4 separate regions of the Mus musculus genome follow, and all the other regions are linked to region 1. The links are chromatin contacts, called in public ChIA-PET and promoter capture Hi-C maps. All regions are on one chromosome and are shown on one strand. The core of a region is the stretch at or near the end of the contact, and the rest is flanking DNA. Distances in the headings are between cores, read along the strand shown. Region 1 holds the start of Slc9a7 (solute carrier family 9 (sodium/hydrogen exchanger), member 7). Region 2 holds the start of Zfp182 (zinc finger protein 182). Region 3 holds the start of Syn1 (synapsin I). Region 4 holds the start of Araf (Araf proto-oncogene, serine/threonine kinase).

Region 1 (3,031 bases), core at 323-2,822:
CAGCCTCTGGAGTAGCTGTGATTATAGGCATAGAGACACCATACCTGGGGAAAATCAGTTGAGTGGATTAGTCTGTGTTAATTGGAATCAGAACCTTTGGGTTGCATAAGATAGTTTGCAAATATAACTATGTGTGGATAACAGTGTGTTTTCTTCGGTATATATTTATGAATAGGTGGGTGAGACTTTTCATGCTCTTCCCAAGTCAACTACTTTATGTGAGAATTAGTCTTCTGGTTGTCTGCTGTTAGAAGAAACCATTTTCAAATAGCATGGTCAATTAAAATAGGTCCAAATATTTCATTATCTCAGTTTGAGGCATGAACTATGCACAGTGAGGTGGTTCTTGTTTGCAGTGTCTCATATATTTGTGGAGGAGTAGCAAAAGATCCTGGCTAAAATCAAGATGAAGAGATTCCATGGTGTGAAGAAGGTACTATGCAGTTTTGTCTAAATGTTCACCTAGAGAGGATGTAGGTATGTTCTGAAGAGTTTCCCTGTGTCCTTCAGTGAATTCTCCTGACTGTAAAAACTCCTCTGGCCAAAAAAGCATGGGCAGTTGGTAGGGATCTCAGAGAGAGATTCAGCAAATAGAATGCTCAACATCAGGAGGTGACTGATCATATTAAGCTTTCTTTTCTTCCTTGACTTGAGAAACAAGGTGGTTGCTCTAGTTAGTCTAGAGAATAACTATTCTAGTTATTAGAATTTCTTCCAAAAGCTTTTGTCTTCTGAAGACCTTGTCCTAATTCGGAGCTGGGCTTGATCCTAAAAGCTTAACTAAAGCCCCCCCCCCCTTGTTTTCAAAGTTAACAGGAAGACAGCATTAAAAGGGTACCCTTGGTACACCATCTGCAGCTCTTCTACACAAAATGGCAAGAGTCTTTAGTTCTCTCTAATTCAACCCTCTTTCCCCAAGGGGATTAGTTGCAATCTAGATGCTGGAGGTATTTATTTCATGGCTCTCACGAATTGCCCTTACAACCCTGAAGCTGACTTGAACACAGTTTATTTGAATAATGCCTAAAAGACTCTGGGGAGTTCTGAAACTCTGGATACAGCCCGAAAGGTGAGAAAAATTGAAGTAGGTGGTGTGTATGTGTGTGTGTGTGTGTGCGCGCGCGTCCGTGTGTATAGACAGTGACATGACTTTGTAACTCCTGGGTACCCCCACTTTACTGGGCTCAGAGAGGCCACAGACCCCTGTGACTTCAAACTCTGAGCGTGGCGCTAAGGACAGGTCTGGAGACCTAGCAATGAATTGATCCAAGTTGATGTCCCTTGCCAGGAGCGAATGACCTCTGCCATCTCTTTTAGGTGACGTGGTAGCTACAACTCAGGAACTGGCTTGCCGACCCCAGACAGTCTGACCAGGTACGCTTGGACACGGCCAGCAGCTCGGTGGCGCAGTGGAAGGGCTAGCCGCCCTCCTGGCAGAGGGAGGATAGAGCTCGCCCCGCCCGGACAGCCAGCCTGGTGGCCTTGCTGCTCCTCTAGGCGGGGGATGAACAGGTGCGCGGGCGGGGGGTGGCGCTTGGGGATCCTGCGCACTGCGCGTGCCCCTCCCCCGCAGCTTGGCGCAGCCCTGGCCAGGCGCGAGCAGCGGGAGGAGGAGCTGCGGCTGTGGCCACCGGGGTAAGTCCGCGGCACCGCTGGAAGCTGCCGACGGCGCGAGCTGGTCCCCGCGTGGAAGAGGCACGGGCGACCCGGAGTCATGGAGCCTAGTGACGCGGCGCGCCCGGGTCCCGGGAGAGCTTTTCGGGGGCTGTCGCCGCGGCTGCTGCTGCTGCCACTGTTGCCTGTGCTGCTGGGTCGGGGGCTGCGGGCTGGGGCCGCGGCCTCCTCTGGGGCGGCGGCTGAGGACAGCAGCGCCATGGAGGAGCTTGCCACCGAGAAGGAGGCGGAGGAGAGCCACCGGCAGGACAGCGTGAGCCTGCTCACCTTCATCCTGCTGCTCACCCTCACCATCCTCACCATCTGGCTTTTCAAGCACCGCCGGGTGCGTTTCCTTCATGAGACCGGGCTGGCCATGATTTATGGTGAGTCCCCTGCTACTGCCACGGCCCAGGTCCCTAGGGCAGCTGGCCGTACTCCTCCCGGTGCCGCGCAGTGCTCCTGCTTCACTTCCAAATGAGTTTCTTCATTTGCGTTTCCCGCTGAGACGCTGTGGGTTTCCAAGGTCAACTGTCTGCATTTTTCTGGCTTTCTGCAACGGTTAAAAAGCATTTTGTGTGTGTGTGTGTGTGTGTGTGTGTGGGGGGGGGGGTGTTCCCGTTTCGACGTTTCTTTACTAGGAACTAAGATGAAAGATACAGAGGTGGCTCCTTGATCCCTTTGCTTCATTTTATCTCGGTTGTGCTGCTCTCCATCAGCATTGATTCCCCACTCCCCGCCCCAGTTTAGATCTGCAAAAGGTATTGGGGGATTTCCCAGGGAGCTGTGCCACCCCAGGGGACAGGCCACAGAGCGTGAGAAAGAGGGCTGAATGTAAATCTTGACTTGGGTTGCTCATGGTGGTCATCGCAGGTTGGTGCCCACTTCTGATGTTTGTGTTCTTTCATTTCTTGTTAATAAAGTGCAATGAGGAATACAGAGAAAGATGAGCGTGGTTTAGGACCCAGACTGATGACACCACAATGTCAGGCCTAACTAGAGACAGGTACCCTTATGTCTCATTGGGAAGTTATGCCTTTTGCAAGTCAAGGGTAGCTCTTATAACCCTAAAATATAACATACATTTCTGAGTTCGTGGAGAGAAAAGTGATGGTTTTAATCTTGGAGTCAGTCCTCTTTTGTTAAGGATGGGCTGATCCCACTATCCTTTCTGGATTTAGTGATTTAGTAGTATACAGCATATTACATGGGCAAGGCTAGGACATGGATAATAACAGCCACAATCTGAGTCATCCTGTTTTCTCTCTGTGTGCCTCCTGTCACCTCCACCCCCAATGGACTCCAAACTAGAGCCAAGCATTCTTTTTAATTTAATTCAGAGATGTTAACTCCCTCAAAGCAGCATCCTATAGTGGAG
Region 2 (3,031 bases), core at 270-2,769, 770 kb before region 1:
AGGTGTGGTTTACCTCACATTTGACCGGAATAAGCAGGTGGCGGCAGCAGCAGGTAGCTCCTTAAGTGGTATAGTCTTTGTAGGCTTCTGGTATGTGGACCCTTAGCTCTACAAGCATAAGCACTAATCACAGCCGAATGCTTTAGACAACCCTAGCCTTGCCTTTTAGCATCAATCATAGCTTTTGAGACTCTTGCCTCTTTAGGACCAGTCACAGCAGTCCCTGGGCTGGGCCAGCTGGGGGAAAATATTCCCCTTCAAGTTGCAGGATGTTCTTGAGTTCTCCAAGTTTTGTGGTAGCAAAAGCTGTGGTACAAACGTGGGCAGTGGTGGCGCTCGCCTTTAATCCCAGCACTTGGGAGGCAGAGGCAGGCGGATTTCTGAGTTCGAGGCCAGCCTAGTCTACAGAGTGAGTTCCAAGAAGGACAGCCAGGACTACACAGAAAAACCCTGTCTCGAAAAACAACAAAACAAAACAAAGCTGTGGTAAAAACTCCCAACTAAGCCATTTCGAGGTTGTGCTGCCACCTGCTGCAGCCATCACTTGCCACCAAACAGGGAGAAAAAAAAAATTGCCAAAGACCAGTGACTGAAAATCTTTTACCCTGCCCACTAATCCTGTCTGGGAAAAGGCCCCCAGCCAGCTGTTGGGTAACACGAAGAGGTGAGGGTTTTATTTGGGCTATCCTGCACCATTTTAAAAGAATAGTTTTTTATTGAATACACTGCAGGGGTGCAGTGAAGTGGGCGGTAACTAACTGCTTGTAGATTTATATGTAATTTTAAGCTCGGTATACAATGTTAGGTTGCTCCGTCTGTTTTAATAAATAAAATATGATGCCCTGTCTCTGGTTTAGAAAGTCCTATACCATGTAGTCAATAACCACACCTTCTCATTCCCAGCACAATGACTGCTTTCTCTGGAAAGGTGAAGGCATTGTCAGCCACCACTTAAAACACTACTTTTCCCACTGTGTGGCCCTCTATGGCAGTAAATTCTTAAGTTTGTTGTTTGAATTGTCTTATGGTCCTTTAGATACTAAAATGCAAACTCCCAGTACTAGACAAAAGGATGGAGCCAAGGCTTTTCCCTAAACTGGTATTCAAATCACTTAAAGAGGTCGCAGGCCTGCATTGTCTTGTTAATTACACCTGTACCCTGTGGCTACTCTCTGAATTCACCACAGGAATTCGTCCTTGTTTTAATAATTTTCTTAATTGGACCCTCCCATTTTCTGCTGTATCAAAAAAAAATGGCGCCTGACGTCCTTAGAAACTGCTAATTTCTGCAAAACAAACACCAGCTTTGTCAGGAGACTCGGGAGTATAAAAGAAACAGTGGATGCCGTTTGTTTTTTTTGTTTTTTGTTTTTTTTTTCCTAATCGGTGACATCACCGACGCGGCCCACTACCCTCTGCGCCTGCGTTGAGCCTGGTCGCCTTTGCGCGCCATGTTGACTATTGGCGGATGCTGTCTCAAAGGCAAACCTGAGCATGCGTAGAACAAACCGCTGTCCTAAGTTTAGGCGACAGAGACAGCTAGTTGGTCCGATGCGGAAGTGCTTTTCCAGGCCGTTTACGGAAAGGTCTACTCAACACCCTGCAAAAAATCTGGTTGAGTAAAGATGAGGGTCTGTGTTAGACTGGGGTCGCGAGCTGAGTGGTGGGTAGTTCTAAGTGGAGGGAGGTTCGGGTATGTCATTGATGCGAGAGACTGGGAGATGGGATGATGGGGGCTTGAGAGATGAGTAAACGGGGGTCTGCGGACTTAATAGTGGACAAAGTTATGAGGCTAGTTAGGATTAAGTGAGTCGTACTAAACTTTAGCTTTTACACATTTTCTAGCACAGTGATCCCCTCTTTAGATGCGCCCCCTTGTTTCCGTCTTCCAGTGTACAGCTCGCAGGAATCATGGGGAAGAGTGCTGGATTAAATCAGCATTTAAAGACTTCTTTACAGCACCTGAGCTAAACAGCCCCAGTGAGGGAGGTGAGAGAAAAAGGAAAACAAGCAGACAAAAAACGTCATCTGTAGAGCCTTAGCGGCCTTTGGACATTTGGAGGTCTGAGGAGGGATAGACAGGTACCATTTGAATAATAGGTAGAGGCTTATGTTTTAGAGTGTAATAAATAGCATTTGAGTTAAGAATTAACTTGAGGCCGGGCGGTGGTGGCACACGCCTTTAATCCCAGCGCTTGGGAGGCAGAGGCAGGTGGATTTCTGAGTTCGAAGCCAGCCTGGTCTACAGAGTGAGTTCCAGGACAGCTAGGAGAAACCCTGTCTCGAAAAACCTAAATAAATAAAGAAATAAAGAATTAACTTGAAAATAGAGAAGAAAATAGGAGCTAATTTTCCCTTATTTAAATGTCCATTCTTAGACATTCAAGAGCTATATATCACTTAATAGTTAACATTTAATTTATATATTTAAAATGTATGCCTGCAGTTTTATATATCTTATTTAGAAATTTAATTTGGCTTAAGATATTTTTCTGAAACAGTTTTCTAAACTTTGAGTTACAAAATATGTAGATAATACGTGTGTAGTTCCATACATTTTTTAACAACTATAGAGCATTTCATCCTGAATTTCTATTTATTATCATATTACACATTTTCTATGATTGCTTTAGTTTGGCATTATTAAAATCTGTTCTATGTATCTCAGTGGTATAGTACTGGCTTAGCATGCACAGAGCCCTAGGAATAGATTCTATCAGTACTACAAGGAATTGTTGCTGCTGATGTGGTGGCACACTCCATTAATTCTAGTACTTGGGAGTTAAAAGCCAGCCAGGGCTACACAGAGAGATCCTGTCTCAAAACAAAACAAAACAAAAAACAAACAAGCAAACAAAAACCAAACAAAACAAAAAACTTAGAGTTGTCCATACTCTTCCAGAGAGTGGCCTCGCATGTGAAGAGATTTCTGGGCAGATGATTCTGAGTACTGCAAAGCTAATGGTTTCTACTGTTATATTCTACTCTACTCATTCTAGCTCAGCTTTCATACATTTGTTTTCTCAAGAAA
Region 3 (3,031 bases), core at 194-2,693, 630 kb before region 1:
ATGAGTAAATTATTACCATAATCAGGAGTGTTGTGGCAGACACAGGCTTGATGCTGGAGCCATAGCTGAGAGCTATATGCTGATCCACAGACAACAGACACAGACAGACAGACAGACAGACAGACAGACAGACTGACTGGCTGGCTGGCTGGCTGGCTGGCTGGCTCTGGGCTTGGCATGGACTTTTGAACCCCCAAAACCCACCCCAGTGACGTGCTTTCTCCAACAAGGCCACACATTCTAATCCTTTTAATCTTTCCAAACAGCACCAGTCCCTGGTGACTAAGCATTCAAATATATGAGCCTTCTTATTCAGACCACCAAAATTACTTTATTTTTCCACATGAAAGTATTATGTGGCTTCCTGTCTGCAAAGAGGAAGACATCCATGAACACTAATGACACTGGGTTTGGGCTATGTCCGGAGCAGAGGAATGAGGCCATGTAGACTAAATATGTGCATGTGGAGGAGGCTGAAAACACATCAGAGCTAGCGCTGCAGGAAATGCTTCTGCATTGCATACCCAGAGTTTCCTTGCTCATCTGGGAGTCTGTGTTTTTCCTAGATGTGTGCACTTGTGTGAGATTCTCTGGGTGTGAGTCAAAGTGTTATCTGAATGTGTAATGTGTGCTCAATATGCTCATGTGTGTTACCCTGAGCTTCTGTGTCTACATATATACCTGGATGCCTGTGTGTTCTGTGATGTACATATATATTCTGTCTTTCCTTCCTTTTCTATTTGTGTTATTCCATGTGTTCTTTCAGATTCTCACCACCAAGGGCAAGGATATGTTAACTACCCAAGTGTCCACCTCCGCCTGTCTGGTGATGTTTACGCCACCCCCGTGCTCTTTTCTTTGCCCGACAGAGTTGTTATAGGAGATGTCTCCCCGGGAACACTGCAGGAAGGAGAATTTCTACATTTATGTTCCCCTCTGAGTGTGCTTCTATCCCCAAAATGCCTTCAAAGGTGAAAATCAACACTGGAAACCCAAGTATCTGGGAAGGGCAAGAGTGTGTAAGTGCAAGTTAGCCTAAGGAATAGGAAGAGGTTGGTAAACAGGGTAGGATCGTGGGAGGGAGTTTCGTTACTACAGGTCCGGACCCTCAGGACAAGAACCCCACCCCCACTCCCCAAATTGCGCATCCCCCGCCCCCATCAGAGGGGGAGGGGAAGAGGTTGCGGCGCGGCGCATGCGCACTGTCGGATTCAGCACCGCGGTCAGAGCCTTCGCCTCCGCTGCCGGCGCGCACCACCACCTCCCCAGCACCAAAGGCTGACTGACGTCACTCACTAGCCCTCCCCAAACTCCCCTTCCTCGCCGCCTTGGTCGCGTCCATGCTGCCGTGAGTCCAGTCGGACCGCACCACGAGAGGTGCAAGATAGGGAGGTGCGGGCGCGACCATACGCTCTGCGGCGGCAGAGCCTCGGCGCTGCCTCAGTCTGCAGCGGGCAGCAGAGGAGTCGCGTCGTGCCAGAGAGCACCGCCGTGCTCCTGAGCCCCTCGCGCTCCGCCCCCGCGGCCCACAGACCCACTGCCCCTTGGATCCCCTGCCCCACGCCGCCACCATGAACTACCTGCGGCGCCGCCTGTCGGACAGCAACTTCATGGCCAATCTGCCGAATGGGTACATGACAGACCTGCAGCGCCCGCAACCGCCCCCGCCGCCTCCCTCGGCCGCCAGCCCTGGGGCCACGCCCGGCTCCGCGACAGCCTCTGCCGAGAGGGCCTCCACAGCTGCTCCAGTGGCTTCTCCAGCAGCCCCTAGTCCTGGGTCCTCGGGGGGCGGCGGCTTCTTCTCGTCGCTGTCTAACGCGGTCAAGCAAACCACAGCAGCCGCAGCCGCCACCTTCAGCGAGCAGGTGGGCGGTGGCTCTGGGGGCGCAGGCCGCGGGGGCGCCGCCGCCAGGGTGCTGCTGGTCATCGACGAACCGCACACCGACTGGTAAGCCGCTGTTGCGCCTCCTCGAGGGCCTGGGTACCCAGATGTTTCTACAGTGAATGAGCTATTATCGAGCGCCACTTGTGCGCCTGATATCTGGCCCCCTCGCCCAGTTCCTTCCTTTTAATGATTTGTGCTCAGCTCTCCCTTTAAGCCCCACTTTTACCTCCCCCAAACTAAAATGGGTACAAGGAGCAATTATCTGTTGCCTCTTCTTATTACTCATTCCCAAAAGCTTTTGGCTTCAATATATGCAGAAAGCTTTCAAGGGCCAAATGTGCCCTACCTCCTCTGTCCAGCTCTTGCCTGGAAGGTCTCATTCCCTAATGAGTCTTGTAAGCATTAGCACCTGCATTATACCTCACTGCAGAGCCCTTCCCTGGAAGTCTTTGGCTCTAAGGACTTCCTTGAGCATGTTTTGAGAGCCTGATTCACGCAGTTACCCTCACCCCTTGCCCAAAGGCCATCTCTCTAATGGATCTTGTGAACGTGTATCCAATTGATGCTATATGTCCCACCCCAGAGCCCTCATCAAAGACCTTTCAAACTTGTCTGTAAGCAGTGATTGAATGTGTCTGTTGTGTATTCCACCTCATTTTCTCATCACAAGCTCTGACTCTAATGGATCCTATGAACCTTGACTGAATGCCAAGTCCAGGTACGTGCTCTGAAGGGACCCATTTTCTCTGAAGGATCTAAGAGGCATTAAATGCTTAACATGTACTATTCCTAAACCTGCCTCAAACAAATCATTTTCCAAGCATGAATTCTGTGAGGGTTTTCAAGCTTTCTATGTGTGACTCATTACCAGTCTCTCCTCAATGACCTTTTCCTATAATGACTCTACAAGACATTTATTGAGTGCTTTCTGAATCTCCTGTTCTCCAGACACTTTTCCAAAGGTCTTTGGTGGATCCATTCAATATTGATTAGTTCCCTAAAATGAGAGCCTTGTCAAAAGATCCTTTCCTTTCAGCAAGTGTCTGTTGAATGTCAGCTATATACCCCACTCCCAATCCTCTATCTAATGATTTGTCCTTTAGGGGCTTCCATCACCATATACTGAGCACCTTTTACATGACCCAG
Region 4 (3,031 bases), core at 372-2,871, 560 kb before region 1:
TCATTCCCTAACCCTCGCCACCCTTCTGATCCCACACTACGACTATCTGGAACCCCTGCCAGTACTGCCTGAGTGACTCACCACTGTGCGTTGCTTGTTAGGCAGGTACACTTTGACAGTGCCAACTGCCCGAGATGGCTCAGCCCCACTAACAGGAGGGCCTCGTGGTGGTTCCATGTTGCCTAAGATTGTTTTCAAGATGGGCTGAGGTAGGACTGGGCAGCTGCCATAGGCCTCCTAGCAGAGGACAGAGGAGAAATTCAGAGGTCTAGTAATGACAGCCTGAAAGCAGAGTGGCAGAGGACATATAAAATTCCATCTCCAAGTTCCCACTGTTCCCTAAATCCCACTTTTTATGAACCAGCCCAATGATACTAACCCTTCTCTGCTGAGAATCTCCTATTGCTTATGTCATAGTTGAGTACCAAGATCTGAGACTCACTGCAGTGAGGAGACAGTGCACACGGTTCTGGACAGTGCAGAACACATGACTCTCTAGAGATTAATGGGGAAGCCATTATGTACTGCACTGAAAAATCACAGGTCTCAGGCACACAATGGAAATAAACAGGCTGTCTTAGCTTCAGAGAATGGGTAATCAGACACAGACAGGGGACAGGAAAATGGAGGATCATCAGACCTTGTTTTTAGATTGAAGGAAATGAAGACAGTACCAATGACCTTAAAAGGCACTGTGGGTATTCCAGAGCATAAGCTATAAGGCTAATGGTAGAATCAAAGGTACTGTCAGGTAGCTAATAGAGGTCACCAGACCCTCTAGAGTCCACAGAGGTTCGCCATACCCTAGACTAAAGAGAGATGTAATAAGAGTCACTACAGACTGTGAAAAACAGCTGGATAACAGACCACATTACACACTAAATCAAATGCAGTGGCAATGATGGCTCATCAGAAAACACTATCAAGAGGAAAGGCAAAGGAAGACAATGGTATCCAGATGAAGAAGATGGAGGTGAGGTTGGGGGAAGGGTTTCCAAAAACTGTACCTGATAACTACTGGGGGTCACAAACAGATTACTGGTGTAAACGCACTGTGAAATCATGGAAAGGGATTAGGGTGAACTAGGGATAATGAGGTAATCGTCAGACATCTTCCTAGGTGGCGTAGAATATGAAGGGCAATAAGGAACCATGGGAGAGAGCTGCATCTCCTGGACGTCGTGAGGAAACGTCATTAGACATTTTAAGGGGTTTAAGAATTCACCTTGGAATTTCGCACCCAAGCCCCAGACCCCAGACCCAATTTGGCTCCGTCCCGCCCTCCCCAAGGGCTTCAAGCTCTGTGCAGGTGCACTGCCACGCGCAGCAAGCGAAACCACCACTGCAGCCTGCAGGCCGACTCCTCCATCCACTCCCACGGTCGATGACGACGGTCTCGCCCTGGTCAAACCACTCCTTTGGTTCCGGGCGGGAGAACGCTGAGATTCAGACGGAAGCATCTTGGAGCTGAGCTTTCGGTCTGGACTTCATACCCGGGTCCCGCAGCCGCTCCAAAACCCGAACCCTACCGGGCCTGCCCTCACCTGTCACACCGCTACCACCACCACCGCCTCCATCTTGGGCTTGTCTTCTTGTTTCCTCTCAGTCCACCGCCACCGTCCCTAGGCTTTTTGCTATTGGCTCGCTGTGACTCGTCTCTCCATTCTTATTGGAGGATGATCATGCCCATCAAGACAGGGCCAGCGGAATGTGGGTCGTGTTCCGGATTAGGAGGGGTGGGCTCAAATGGCTGTCTCTAGGGCAAATTCGCCTGTCCTGATTGGCGCGCAGGCGCAGTCAGGGCGACTACTGCGTTTTAAGGACTTTAACCCTAACCGTGCTATAGAATAAAGAAGCTTGTCTTTTTTTGGTGTGCGTGTCAGAGGCACGACTCCATTTCAGTTTTGTATTTTCTGGCCATTTAAGACTGATCTGAGCAAGAGAAACCCTTAAATGCAATTTGGCCAGTAGTGTAAAGCACATTTTAAAGGACTATTCATATATCTTAATTTGATGGTCTTTAAAACAGGGTGGACTCAGACTAAATGATGTTCAGTATTTACCAGCTCTAAGAAACTGTAGTCATAACTTTTGCTAATTAGCGGATCCGTGCTGGAGGTCTGGCTCTAGGGAGGGAGGAAAGGGGTTGAGGAATTTGAAAGACAGACCACAGCTGGCTAGGTGAAGAAGGGAGTGTTGTTCTGGAATGCAATCCTGTGGCAGCCATTTGTGGACATATTTTAGGATGAATATAATTCTTAAACTGAATTTACCCAGGCATCAGAATAAGAAAAGGCACAGACACACACATGTGTATGTACCTACATTCTTTTTTTGGAGCATTTCCTTCAGAAAACTTTTATTTTCTCTGTCTATTGGAGATAGATAGATAGATAGATAGATAGATAAATCTTCCTTAAAAGCTTAGTTCTAGGGTTGTAGCTCAACAAGAGAATGAACCACAAAGCCCTGAGTTAAATTCTCAGCACCCTGCCCCTCCCCAAAGAGTATGGCAGTCTCTTGCCAGTTTTACAACCACAGAAAATTTTCCTAAAGGCCTTGAAACCATCTCTTTCAAATGTAACAACACCCCTATCTCCCTGTCTGATGCAAACTTCCTCTATGTGTCCAGCTCAAAGTTGTTCCTTCTTTCTTCTAAGATATGAGTCTTGGTTTTCCTTTGGATATAGTTAAGTAACAGATGGCCACCCTGACTACTAGATGAATTTAAGAGAAACTCTGTGTCCCAAATGGTACCGTCACGTTTTCTTACTTCAAAACGAGCTAGTAGTTATTTTGAGAACCTGTATGTAATGGGCTGAGTCTGTTGGTTCTATAAAAAGATAAGATTTCTTTCTTTAAGTTCTTTGCAAAAACAGGACAAGAAATAATTTGAAAATCAATCAATCATGAATCCAACAACATCATTTCTAAGTGTTTACTCTAGAGAAATGAAAACATATACCCACATGGTATGCTGGTAAATGTTAACAACCAGCTTTTCAAAAAGAAAACAATTGTAATTTGTAAC

What was found. Promoter capture Hi-C pulls out the DNA fragments that hold promoters and counts their contacts. ChIA-PET counts read pairs in DNA pulled down with a chosen protein or histone mark.
Region 2: a promoter capture Hi-C map of liver shows a contact between it and region 1, with 2.6 times the contacts expected there. The contact joins the promoter of Zfp182 here to the promoter of Slc9a7 in region 1. A contact is called at or near these places in 2 of 39 promoter capture datasets (both in liver).
Region 3: a promoter capture Hi-C map of stem cell-derived epiblast-like cells shows a contact between it and region 1, with 3 times the contacts expected there. The contact joins the promoter of Syn1 here to the promoter of Slc9a7 in region 1. A contact is called at or near these places in 2 of 39 promoter capture datasets (hippocampal neurons and stem cell-derived epiblast-like cells).
Region 4: an RNA polymerase II ChIA-PET map of memory CD8 T cells shows a contact between it and region 1, with 6 read pairs. The contact joins the promoter of Araf here to the promoter of Slc9a7 in region 1. A contact is called at or near these places in 1 of 39 promoter capture datasets (pre-B cells) and 1 of 115 datasets of contacts at active chromatin or transcription factors (memory CD8 T cells).

The regions. Positions count from the first base shown.
Region 1 is chrX:20,290,368-20,293,398 of GRCm38.p6, reverse strand. Slc9a7 (solute carrier family 9 (sodium/hydrogen exchanger), member 7) reads left to right here and starts at 1,572. Exons shown (of 17, transcript NM_177353.4): 1 at 1,572-2,039. The coding sequence starts at 1,715.
Region 2 is chrX:21,060,526-21,063,556 of GRCm38.p6, reverse strand. It overlaps Zfp182 (zinc finger protein 182), which reads left to right and starts at 1,519. Exons shown (of 5, transcript NM_001013387.2): 1 at 1,519-1,663; 2 at 3,029-3,031.
Region 3 is chrX:20,919,330-20,922,360 of GRCm38.p6, reverse strand. It overlaps Syn1 (synapsin I), which reads left to right and starts at 1,443. Exons shown (of 13, transcript NM_013680.4): 1 at 1,443-1,948. The coding sequence starts at 1,572.
Region 4 is chrX:20,847,133-20,850,163 of GRCm38.p6, reverse strand. Araf (Araf proto-oncogene, serine/threonine kinase) reads right to left here and starts at 1,621. Exons shown (of 16, transcript NM_009703.2): 1 at 1,545-1,621; 2 at 82-237. The coding sequence starts at 177.